2 separate regions of the Rattus norvegicus genome follow, and region 2 is linked to region 1. Evidence: chromatin contacts called from public Hi-C data. All regions are on one chromosome and are shown on one strand. The core of a region is the stretch at or near the end of the contact, and the rest is flanking DNA. Distances in the headings are between cores, read along the strand shown. Region 1 has its middle 54 kb from the start of Kcne4. Region 2 has its middle 16 kb from the start of Scg2.

Region 1 (2,700 bases), core at 159-2,658:
TTAAAAGGAGTACATGAGGGACTGGAGAGATGGCTCAGTGGTTAAGAGCACTTGACTGCTCTTCCAGAGGTCCTGAGTTCAATTCCCAGCAACCACATGGTGGCTCACAACCATCTGTAATGGGGTCTGGTGCCCTCTTCCGGTGTGTCTGAAGACAGCTACAGTGTACTTATATACAATAAATAAAAAAAAAATCTTTAAAAAAAAGGAGTACATGATATAGCATCTATAAGAATTTAAAATAGCTTGTGGTGTGTAGCAAAAGCAGTCAAAGCAGATGGAGGAGTAGATTCGATTGCGTTTATAAAGTCTTTCGAGTGTGCAAACTCCCTGTGTGTCTGAGAGATGCCCACTCTCACCCTGCCCTGAATAACTCATCTCTACCATTTCTTCCTCTGTAGTAACACAGAACTGTGGATGCCTGCAACCCTTCCTCTCCTAGGACCTGTGGGTGGCTGGAGAGATTATTTTATCGTATATTCATTGCTTGTCACGTGCTAATAAAAACAGGAATGACTTGGAAAGCCTAGGAAAGTGCAAATTATTATCAGGTATGTCTGAGGGTAGGGCTAAGATATTCTTTCTCCCTCTCTCTTGCTCTTTCTGTCTGTCTGTCTCTCTTTCCTTTTTCTTTTTTTCTCAAACTCTTGATCCTTCTGCTTTATCCTCTGAGTTTTGAGAGAACATATGCAGAGTGCCGCTGTTCCCAGACCTACACTTATTTTTTAAAAATTTATTTATTTATTCATTTATTTTTGTGTGTTTGTGTTTGTGTTTGTGTGTGTCAGTATGCAAGTGTAATGAAAGACAACTTGAGGCAGTTATTTCCCTCCCTCCAGCATACCGATTCTGGGGGGGTCAAACTCAGGCCCTCAGTCTTGTGCAGCAAGAACTTTTCCTCTCAAGCCATCTGGTCAGCTCCTGCTTCCACATTTATTACGAGGTCTCCAGTGACACTGATGTTTCTGGTCTGGGGACTGCATTTTGAGTAGTCAGGGTTTAAAAGAAAAAGTGACCCCGGGGGGAGAGAGCTTCTCCCTGGTGAATCTTGTGAGAAAGAATCCCAGGAGCTCAGTTGAGGCTTGTAAGGGGTTTCCGATGAACTTCTGCATGGCCCTTGACCAGAAATGCGGCAAGAGATTTTTGTTGAAGTTCCTAAAAAACCATAGAAACCCAGTGGTTTTGAATCTTGCTTTTAATTAAAAAAGAAAATTAAAGATCCTTTCCTCAGCTGCCACCTAGGTGCTTGGTTCTACCGAGGAAACTAAGGCTGCGTTGGGGACTAGCACCAAGTCCGTAGTCTGTCTCCAAGCTTGCCTGTATCTGCTCAGCCCTTATCCTAAACGATGAAGAGGCAAGGGTCACGGAGGATAAGATCAATGCCCTCAATTAAAGCAGCTGGTGTCAATGTTGAACCTTTGTGGCCTGGCTTGTTTGCAAAGGCCCTGGCCAATGTTAACATTTGCAATGTAAGGGCCTGTGGCCGGGCTCCAGCAGCTGGAGCCGGGCCTGCTGGCGGTCGTGCCCCAGTGAGAAGAAAGTAGAAGCAAAGAAGAATCTGAGAAGTTGGATGGTGACATGGGCTTTGGTCTTTTTCACTAAACTGCTTTTGTTAACATGTCTAATAAAGAGCTGAACCTGTACATAAATAAATAAAATAAGTCATTGAATCTTTCTCTTAATGGATTATTCCATTAGAGTCTTATGACTCTAAAAAGAGAGTCAGGGAGTCAAATGTACACATTGGAAGCGTAGGCACTCATAAGTAAATTCAGGTCAAATATGTGTCTAAGAAATGACGTCACTTGACTTGGATGTAAAGCATTGCCCAGATGGATCCCACTTGTGACCAAGGACAGCCCCAGTCAATAATCCTGCCTGCCTGCCTGCCTGCCTATCTGCTTATGTTTGGTAATGCTGGGCATGTGCATATGAAGACCAGAGGTCAACACTAGGTGTCTTAAGTGCGAGCCATCTTATCTTTTGAGACAGGATCTCTCACTAAACCTAGAATTTACTCTTCGGCTAAACCAACTGGAGAGTAACTGTCAGGCATCTGGTTGTCTCCGCCTTCAGCATGGATATTAAAGATTCATGCTGTCCTACTTAACTTTGTAGATCTGAGCCGAGGTCCTGACATCTATGAACCAAGCACTTTGCCCACAGAGCTGCCTTCTCAGCCTAAGAATGGCATTTTGATGGCATGTGTCTGTGAGGAAAGTGAGGAGTGGGTATCTTGGAGGAGATGGGGAAAGGGATAAATATGATAAAAATGTAATGTACAAAATTCCTAATGAATTAATAACGTTTAGAAAAGAAGACCAACAACAATCAAAAAAAGTATAGAAGACGTCTTGTCGAGAGTTGAAGAGACCCTTGGGAAGTGGCGGAGTATGGAAAGTGGAGTCTCATTAGAGGAAGTGAGTCATGAGAGGTGTTTTTGGAGACTAGATCTTGCCTTGGGCTTCACTGTGACTGCTTCTGTCTGCTCCCCATCAGCCATGATGTGGAAACTTTCTTTGTCATACCCTCTTGATACTTTGGTGTTATGATCAAAAGTGGGAAGTGAAAGCCACGATGGGCCGAAGACTCCGTGAGCCCAAGCAAGTCGTCCCTTCTTCTTGTGACTTGACTATAAAATGTTTCCTACAGGCTCACATGGTTGAATACTTGGTTCCTGTCATAAACCCCTGGAACTGT
Region 2 (2,700 bases), core at 131-2,630, 600 kb after region 1:
ATGCAAGCTTGTGACTCTAGAGTCTGCCAGATTGGAAGAAACTATGGCAAATTCTTAAGCCCTGGTGACAAGCTTAGCTCAGATATAATAAAAGGAGACCATTCAGGGGTAGGTTCAAATGGATGCCAAAGTGAACACTGAGAATCTGCTAAATCAAGAGATGTTAAGACTTTGCTAATCTACCAAAATGCTGTGCGGTTAGAGAAAGTTTGTATTAAAGTCTAACTTAGGACACAGAATGTTTCAAAATATGGAAGTTTTAAGAGCAAATTTTTGTTTCAGGTTGTTATGTCCATGGTTACCTAACTGTCTATAGCAATGGCTCTCAACCTGTGAGTCGACTCCTGGGGGTGGGAGTAGGGGGTCAAATATAAATATTAAGATCATGATTCATAACAATAGCAAAATTACAGTTATGTAGGAACAGCAAAATAACTTTATGGTTGGGGGCCACCACAGCCTGAGAAACTGTATTAAAGCATTCACAGCATTATGAAAGTAAGAACCACCAGTCTATAGCCAGAAACCATTAATATGACTCCATAGCTTCTTCCACAAAATAAGGAACCTCTTTTCTCACCTCTTCAATCTAACTGCTCCCAAGCCTTATTTGACAAAGAGGCTGAGGTAGATAGGATAGTCACTTCCAAATCCAGATTTCCTCTATTGAGGGAGGCTGATGAGTTCCACTATATTACCCTCTGAAAATCCCATAAAACAACAGTGAGGAAAAATGGGACAAATGAGTTTAAATGCCCAGAATTCTGGAGAGGACATCAGAAGTGTCAAACTATTGGAACTGAAATAAAATAACTGATTATCTATGAAAATATCTAGATCATTGTTAATAAACTGGCACACTTAATTTTCAAAGTCCATTTTTCTCTTGAAGGCCACATAGTATTAACAGTCATTGCTTGAAATTGAAATCCAGTCAAATTGCCTTAGAAATGTGGTAAGTTGATGTAAGTGAAAAGTTATGCTATGTATCTGACTCTTCTGTTACCTTAAGACGTTGCCTTTGGGAATGGTTTCTACAATATTACTGCTCGCTTTTGATACAGTTACTGGTCATCTTGGGAGACTTGTAGATCCTAGTTTTGTTCTGGTCAGTTTTGCCACTAGAGTTCTCCTGGTTGATGGTAACATGGGAAGCATTCTGAACAAATTAAAAGTTTGTTACTGGCTTTCTTGACCGATAACTTTAGCCCTTAATTTAGCAATTACTAGTCAAGTGTTCCTAGTTCTGAGCTCATTTCTGGTTGAAAGACTTGTTGTGAAATTTTTAAAATTGCCAGAGAGCAAATGACCCGCTACTGACCTGAGTCACTCAATAAATTACAAAACTACGGTAACTAAACATTCTCTAACTGCAATGCTTTGTCTTTATTTCCACATATAGTTCACATTAACCTAGCCTGTAATTTCTGAAGCTTCCTACTCTGCCTGAGCCTCCATGAGTTGGCAGTGTGTTGAGCTTCTGAGTCTCAAAAGGTCAGATGGAAAGTCTTGGCCTAACATATCATCCCAACTGAAGCTAGCAAAAAACCACATCTTCTCTTTTTCTACCAGCACTCTGACTCGTGAGGGTCAGCTTCTCAGTGCCTCCTGCTTGGGCGTACTTTGTTTTACACTTATGCCTTTGAAAAGAAAGACTCTGTACCTCGACTGTCCAAGGGGCTGGGAAGAGTAGACCACTGTTTAAACCTCCCCAATTTAACTATGTGGGGAAAAAAGAAAGAACATACCGTTCTCTTCACATGGATCTAAAGTCTCTGTGCTCATGACAGAAGCCAGATGTTTACAAAACACCCTTCTCGTTATTTAAATGTACCTTCTAATTGTCATACTTCATTGAAAACTTCAAGAAAAGATTAAACAGATTGGACACCAGAGCAACAGACTCAAATCTGCACAGCTCTTGGCAAAGCTTTTCTTTGTAGCTGCATATGGTCCACCCATAGATCATAGCCCATGGATGAACTTTCAGGATCTCAGGAGTAGGAAACAGGATCAGGCGTCAAGCACATGAGACACTGTGGAGAAGACTCACTGTTGGCATTCAGATCTGGGCTTCACATCCCAGAAGCTATAGTGATTTTCTTTTTGAATTCTAGCACCATAGTTACCTGGGGCAAAAGCCCTCGGCATCAAGGTATGCCAATTAATTCTTTCTTGCAGATAAAATGAGACCACAAGGAGCCCAAAGATACATGTACAGCAGTGTCACGTACCAGAGGCAACCCCCAGTGTTATAGAGGCGATGCACATGCACGAGACAAGAATGAATAGCATCTTTCCTCTGGCTCCTTCTTATATTAATGTTCTTTCACTTTTCTCATTTCTAGGAGAATTATTTGTTCTTAGTGTTCTGAGGAAGTTGCTCATCAAAAGCAAGAACAGAAGACTAGAGAGAGCGCGTGCTTCACTTGCAGTGTGTGTGATTACATAAATCAATTCCATTAACTCCATAGCAGAAACTGTGCTTCCTGCTACCCAGTGACCTAAGGAAGATCTCCTGACTCACCATTTGTTCCTTTTACAAGTAATAGATGTGATTACAAAGCCAGGATGTGGCTGCAGACACATGACTGTGCTCGGCGTCTCCCCTCCTCCCCTCCCATGGCCTCCCCAATACTCTGAAAGGAAGTTCAACAATGCTGTCCCTCAATAAATGGTGAGATATTGCCTCTGCCTTTG

The links. Hi-C and Micro-C count contacts between places; a contact is called where the count stands out from the background.
Region 2: a Hi-C map of hepatocytes shows a contact between it and region 1, with 1.5 times the contacts expected there. The contact joins two enhancer-like sites. A contact is called at or near these places in 2 of 12 Hi-C or Micro-C datasets (hepatocytes and liver).

Annotation. Positions count from the first base shown.
Region 1 is chr9:87,640,558-87,643,257 of GRCr8, forward strand. No RefSeq gene overlaps it. Among named protein-coding and RNA genes, the nearest start is that of Kcne4, 54 kb to the right of the region's middle. Within about 2 kb of position 1,409, at least 2 of the 93 cell types and tissues checked have an H3K27ac peak or open chromatin away from gene starts, as enhancers often do. A contact at or near this core is called in hepatocytes, where this site is marked.
Region 2 is chr9:88,239,266-88,241,965 of GRCr8, forward strand. No RefSeq gene overlaps it. Among named protein-coding and RNA genes, the nearest start is that of Scg2, 16 kb to the right of the region's middle. Within about 2 kb of position 1,381, at least 1 of the 93 cell types and tissues checked has an H3K27ac peak or open chromatin away from gene starts, as enhancers often do. A contact at or near this core is called in hepatocytes, where this site is marked.